Linked DNA regions of Bicyclus anynana: region 1 is linked to region 2. The links are chromatin contacts, called in public Hi-C maps. All regions are on one chromosome and are shown on one strand. The core of a region is the stretch at or near the end of the contact, and the rest is flanking DNA. Distances in the headings are between cores, read along the strand shown. Region 1 holds the start of LOC112046916 (steroid hormone receptor ERR2). Region 2 overlaps LOC112046916 (steroid hormone receptor ERR2).

Region 1 (2,771 bases), core at 84-2,583, 36 kb before region 2:
TCTCAATCGGTGAAGGAAAACATCGTGAGGAAACCTGCATTCCAGATAATTATCTTGATTCTCTGCGTGTGTGAAGCATCCGCATTGGCCAGCGTGGTGGACTATTGGCCTAACCCCTCTCATTCTGAGAGGAGACTCGAGCTCAGCAGTGAGCCGAATATGGGTTGATGACGACGATGGTAGATCATCTTTATAATAAATAACTTGAATGTAAAATGTTTTCAGATAGCATGGGTAAGGTGACAGACGCATGTATGACGTTCATAATACATACTATTATCGTGAATCTGGGCAAAATTTCAAGAGTGAAACGAACTGTCACCCGCACCATCCTACATAAAACGAACTGTAATATTGTGTTCATAAAAAACATATTGTAGATATGTGTATTGTATCTATACAAAATACTATGTGTATGATCTGTTTAGAGAGTTCTGTCTGTTGTATATTCTTGGAATGAAAATGAAAATCGGTCAACTTATATTTTTATGCTATATTACACCAGAGTTTCGGCCAACAATGAATGATTACCGACGAATTAAGAGCAACCTACAATTTGTGATTTGACCGACCGTATGTTTAATAAACACAAAGGATAACTTACAATATAGTCAACTCTTTGACCGCCGACTTCTGTTACCGCATATTCTCCAGCGACGAGCACGTTAGCGTGCAATTCTTCTTTCAGACACTTTTGGGTATTCGGCACTAGGCTCCACGTTAGACAGTCGCAGCCGTGCCATAAAACGCTCAAAAACAATACGAGATAGTGCACCTCCATGTCAGAAATTGTATTTTCTATTATTATCCAGTAGTTAATTCACAATTCATAACTTTTAAAATGTGAAAACAAACATAATTCAGTGTCAAAAAGACCGATGAGTTGGCCCAAAAAAAGAGAAACGTTGTCGCTATGGTTGTCGCAAAGAAAAATAATAGACAAATGTAATGTTGCCCTTGCCATTAACACTTATTATGTTTGTTCAGAGCTGCCAATACCCACTTTCTTAATTCCCCAGAAATCGAAGTAAAATTCCCCAAAAGTAAAGAGAACAATTCGTCTGAGACTGGGTATCTAGTCTATAGTGATCTGTGTTGGGTATGAAAGATTCTGCGATGCGTGACTTCACGTTTATGTCCTGTCCTTCTAACTCCTTTACCTTATAATTACCCACCTAGTCTATAGTGATCTGTGTTACCCACTATCTTTGATAACCATTGACTTGTGTGTCTGAATCTTGAATATTAGAATTATACATTATGGCCTGTGAATTAATAAAGAGACTTCAAGTAAATAACTCTTTGTTCTATTTTTTTCTCATTTGTAACGCTAAAAACACTAAGCAATCAGAAAAGCTGGAATCAAAACTCAAAAAACCTGATACAGTAAAAAAAGAACAAACGTCAATTTTCTAACCTTGTTTGTTATGAAAAACAACTTTTCCAACCAATTTTTTATGTACGCAATAATTTCTTATTCTATTACATTTTTAAATAAATTCATACTTTTGCATGTTTGTCATAAGATTTGTCTTTAAACACTGTATAAGTTTGAAAATAATGAAATGTATTTAATTTACACAACATTTTCGTATCTTCGAAGTTAATTTGACAGATGATAAAATAGGTTTTCCGCTAAATTACTTCAGCAATTAAGAATATTTGTGTAGTTTTCAATGTTATCAACATAAAACTGCCAAGGATTGTTACAGTAAGTGGTATTATCAATGTCTTATTGAAATGTTTATGTTTACATAATAAGTTAAATAACCCTGAATAAGTACTGTAGGTTTACTATCTAAGAATTTACTAGCATTATAATAATTCAACGCAATGTTTCTTGTAAACAGTGTTACGCGCATTTATTATCTTCTAACCTACATGCTTATGACCCACATTTTGAGCATGCATCAATATGGGTCTATATAAAGCAGTAACCCAAAACACATTAGACTAGTGAGGTAGGTCTAAGCTCAATATCCCCTCTCCTATGGAGATACTAAGGAGGTTTGGCACTGTAGTAGGCTCTTAAACATTATACTAATCTCTCTCTCCGCGTCGTGTTCCTCATTACTGAGGGTCGTGACCCCTATCACACATTCATAACTTTTTTCCGCACGATGTCACGCCATGCGGCTCGGCTTTTCGCGACTTGTAGAGCATCGTGTACTTTTGTATCGAGAGTGGTGCGGATTTGATCTGACCAACGCATCGGGCTACGTCCCCGAGGTCTCTTTCCTTCCACTTTGCCAGTGATAACAAGTTTCTCTAGGTTATCTCCTTCTCTCCTGGCAATGTGACCGAAGTACTCAAGGATCCTCTGAAGACAGGCGGTGGAAAGTCTTTTCGAGATGTTGAGTTGTTTCAACACCGATACATTGGTCCTATGCGCTGTCCACGGAATACGGAGCATTCTTCGCCAGCACCACATCTCAAAGGCATCTATGCGATGCCGATCAGCTGATTTGATAGTCCATGTCTCAGCTGCATATGTGAATATTGGAAAGATTAGAGACCGGACAAGACGAATTTTTGTGTTTAAGGAGATGTTCCTGTCTTTCCAAATTTTATGCATTTTCATTATACTAATAATGAGGATTAATGAAGATGTACCAAGCATAGCATATTAGCGTTCTGGTATGATGTCAAGTACAAACCAAAAGTGGTGTGGGTTTTTATCCTCCTTCTAACAAGTTAGCCTGCTTCCATCTTAGATTGCATCATCACTTACCATTAAGTGAGATTGTAGTCAAGGGCTAACTTGTAAAGAA
Region 2 (2,700 bases), core at 160-2,659:
GATCGCAGATACCCTGTTACTTTTACAAAATTGCTTTGCTATTAGTATACTCTTAATTTATATACAATTTAAAAAACTGTCATCATCCCTATTTTATTCATCAATGTCCCGAATAACAGAACAACTTAAAATGTTGGGGTTTTTTTCAAGAAAACGAAAGAACGTTGAGGATTCACGGTGGAATGGTGACCACGCAAAGGAAAGCGAAGTATTGGTCGACCAACATTCCACCTCGTGGGGGGTCGACCCCCCAGTTGATGATGCGATGATGATCATGGGATGTGTTTGTCCGAAATGAATACTTTGTTTAGTTCCTTGTGGAATCGGTTTAAAAATCTTTTTTTTAAATATTTACAAAGTGAAATAAAAGTATACGTCTATGAAGAGCGGACGCAGAGGTAAAAGTCTTGTGCGTCATGTATTTGATTATTATTATAATACCATGACGAATCTGTTTACACAGTGGTGTATTTCAATACAATATTATAACGCCGGCCACAGATAGTCAAGTTTGCAGGCAGCGTTGTATATTTGACGGTCTGTGGTTGGTTTAAAGGAAATCTACAATTAACCGACTTATCTATAAATCTGACAAAAGACGCTCTATTCTCTCTTTCAATGTATGTAGGGTCAGGCCTCCCTCCTTATAGGGGAGGTGATAGGACATAAACCACTATTATTTAGTTTATGTTATGCGGCTTTAACTGGGTAGGGGTAGGATAGGTGTAGGGTAGGGGTAGAGAAGAAGTGCACATAAGTCAAAGCGAAGCTTAATCGGATACACTAGTAGTTATGTAATATGAAGATGCGGTAACCCTAACCTATCCGAAGATATTGGCGTTGGCATTGAAAAGAATTTCTGGTAAATTCGTGACCGCCAGGAGTTTTATAGAACAATTATTTTTTTATTTTAACTTTGTTAAATATACTAATACACCAAATAAAAGTTATTTTTACGCAAAATTTAGCAAAAAAGCATATTCTCGCTCAAAATATATAATGTTAGCTCCATGAAGTCATTAGCTGCAATATGCAATTAGGTAGACATTCTATATCTCTATAACAAGAACTCAACGATGTGTTAACAATATGGTTACTTCTAAGACCTAGGTTAACAAATATGTTGTATCCGTTTCGTAATTTTACACCGACTCGGGCCACGCCACTTTTACTTTTATTATGTTCAGTAATTTTATTTGGATGGCGAACAAAAAATCTGTAGAACGGAGACCTTGAAATCGATATAAATCGCATGAGAATTTCGGTGTGTTGTGGCGCAAAATAGATATTCATAATAACAAGCGGAGTGGTTCATCGACCGCGCGCCCGTGGACTCACCTTCCGAGCTTAGCAGTTCGTAGATAAATGGCAATTTGGGCAAACGCGGCGCCGGGGCCGCCTCGTGCCGACAACCGCCGTGCTGTTGAGATAGGCTCGGCGTCTAGTGCGGCAACGATTCCGATAACGATTAATCGGGATTTACGATTTCATTTACTTTTGAAGGGAATAAGTCTTTAAAATTGCTCCCATTGAGTGTGAATCCCAAAAATTATGTAACTAAATCGGAGGATATTTTGCTGTTGCACTTAGGATCAACATTTTTTCTACACATCTATTACATTTCATATGTTATATTATATTATGTACGTATAACCTGTGAGCGAACGACCTTGCACAATAATTTCCATAAATTATTACATCAATGTCCCTTAAAATCATTGAATTATTATGTACTAGTAATTCAATGCTTAAAGTATTTAAATTGTCCAAAAACAATTGCAAAAATTGTAACCTATATTAGAATAAGTTTCATTTTATATTTTAAATCTATTTAATGTAAAACTTACCTAGTGTAAGCTAAGGTAAGTGTAACAACATCATTATAATCAATTCGGAAGGAAGTGGGTACTCTGGTCTGGTACTACGGTTAGTCTATACTGAACATCTTAACATTGTCGATGGAATCTAGTTGATCTTAATACGTTTTGTGTAAATAAATAAACATTTTTGATGATGAATTGATGTTGAGGCTTGATTTCGGACTTTCCTTCATGATTAATTTTTGTTATAAAAAACAAACTTTTATCTTGTGCCTACTATATACAGTGAAAATTCGCTTAGAATTTTTCTTCTCTACACATAGTTACACACGCAAAATGATTTAGGTCGTATTTTTTCGAAGATTTCATATTTTTATTAGTCTTCCTATAACAGGTATTAACATGAGTTGTCACGAGAATTACATTGAAATAAAATTAATTATCACATAAAATTTTACTAAATTGGTTAGGTAGGTACAATATAGTTTCTCATATATTATAAAGAAAAACACATAACCTATTGCTATCCTACCTAATAACCGACCCGTGCCTTTCGGGGTGATATAATCGTAAGCATTTTGCGTTGGACCCAGTTAAAAATGTGCTAATAACACGTAATGTGTTAAAAGCATATAAGAGTACATTCGATAAATCACATTTGCGCATAATGGTATTATCATTATGAAATAGTGTATTATAATATATAGGTCTTGCGCGATAAGCGCTCGGTTTGTTTAAAAAGTCACGCCGGTTGCGTCACGACATATTTTTTATCGGAAAGCCGACAATGTCAAAAGTGCGTTGAACCCACCGCATCCTTGAAACTTTGTCATAAATAGATAATTTTATTTTCGCTATCCGAAGTATTATCGCAATGTCT

Evidence for each region. Hi-C and Micro-C count contacts between places; a contact is called where the count stands out from the background.
Region 1: a Hi-C map of whole body shows a contact between it and region 2, with 2.3 times the contacts expected there. The contact joins the promoter of LOC112046916 here to the enhancer-like site in region 2. A contact is called at or near these places in 2 of 2 Hi-C or Micro-C datasets (whole body and whole larva).

Annotation. Positions count from the first base shown.
Region 1 is chr21:5,932,052-5,934,822 of ilBicAnyn1.1, reverse strand. It overlaps LOC112046916 (steroid hormone receptor ERR2), which reads left to right and starts at 1,333. Exons shown (of 9, transcript XM_052888074.1): 1 at 1,333-1,711. It overlaps LOC112056836 (transmembrane emp24 domain-containing protein bai), which reads right to left and starts at 932. Exons shown (of 5, transcript XM_024097327.2): 1 at 605-932. The coding sequence starts at 781.
Region 2 is chr21:5,896,065-5,898,764 of ilBicAnyn1.1, reverse strand. The region is part of intron 2 of LOC112046916 (steroid hormone receptor ERR2); the gene reads left to right. Among protein-coding and RNA genes, the nearest start is that of LOC112046917, 36 kb to the right of the region's middle. Within about 2 kb of position 1,409, at least 8 of the 8 cell types and tissues checked have open chromatin away from gene starts, as enhancers often do.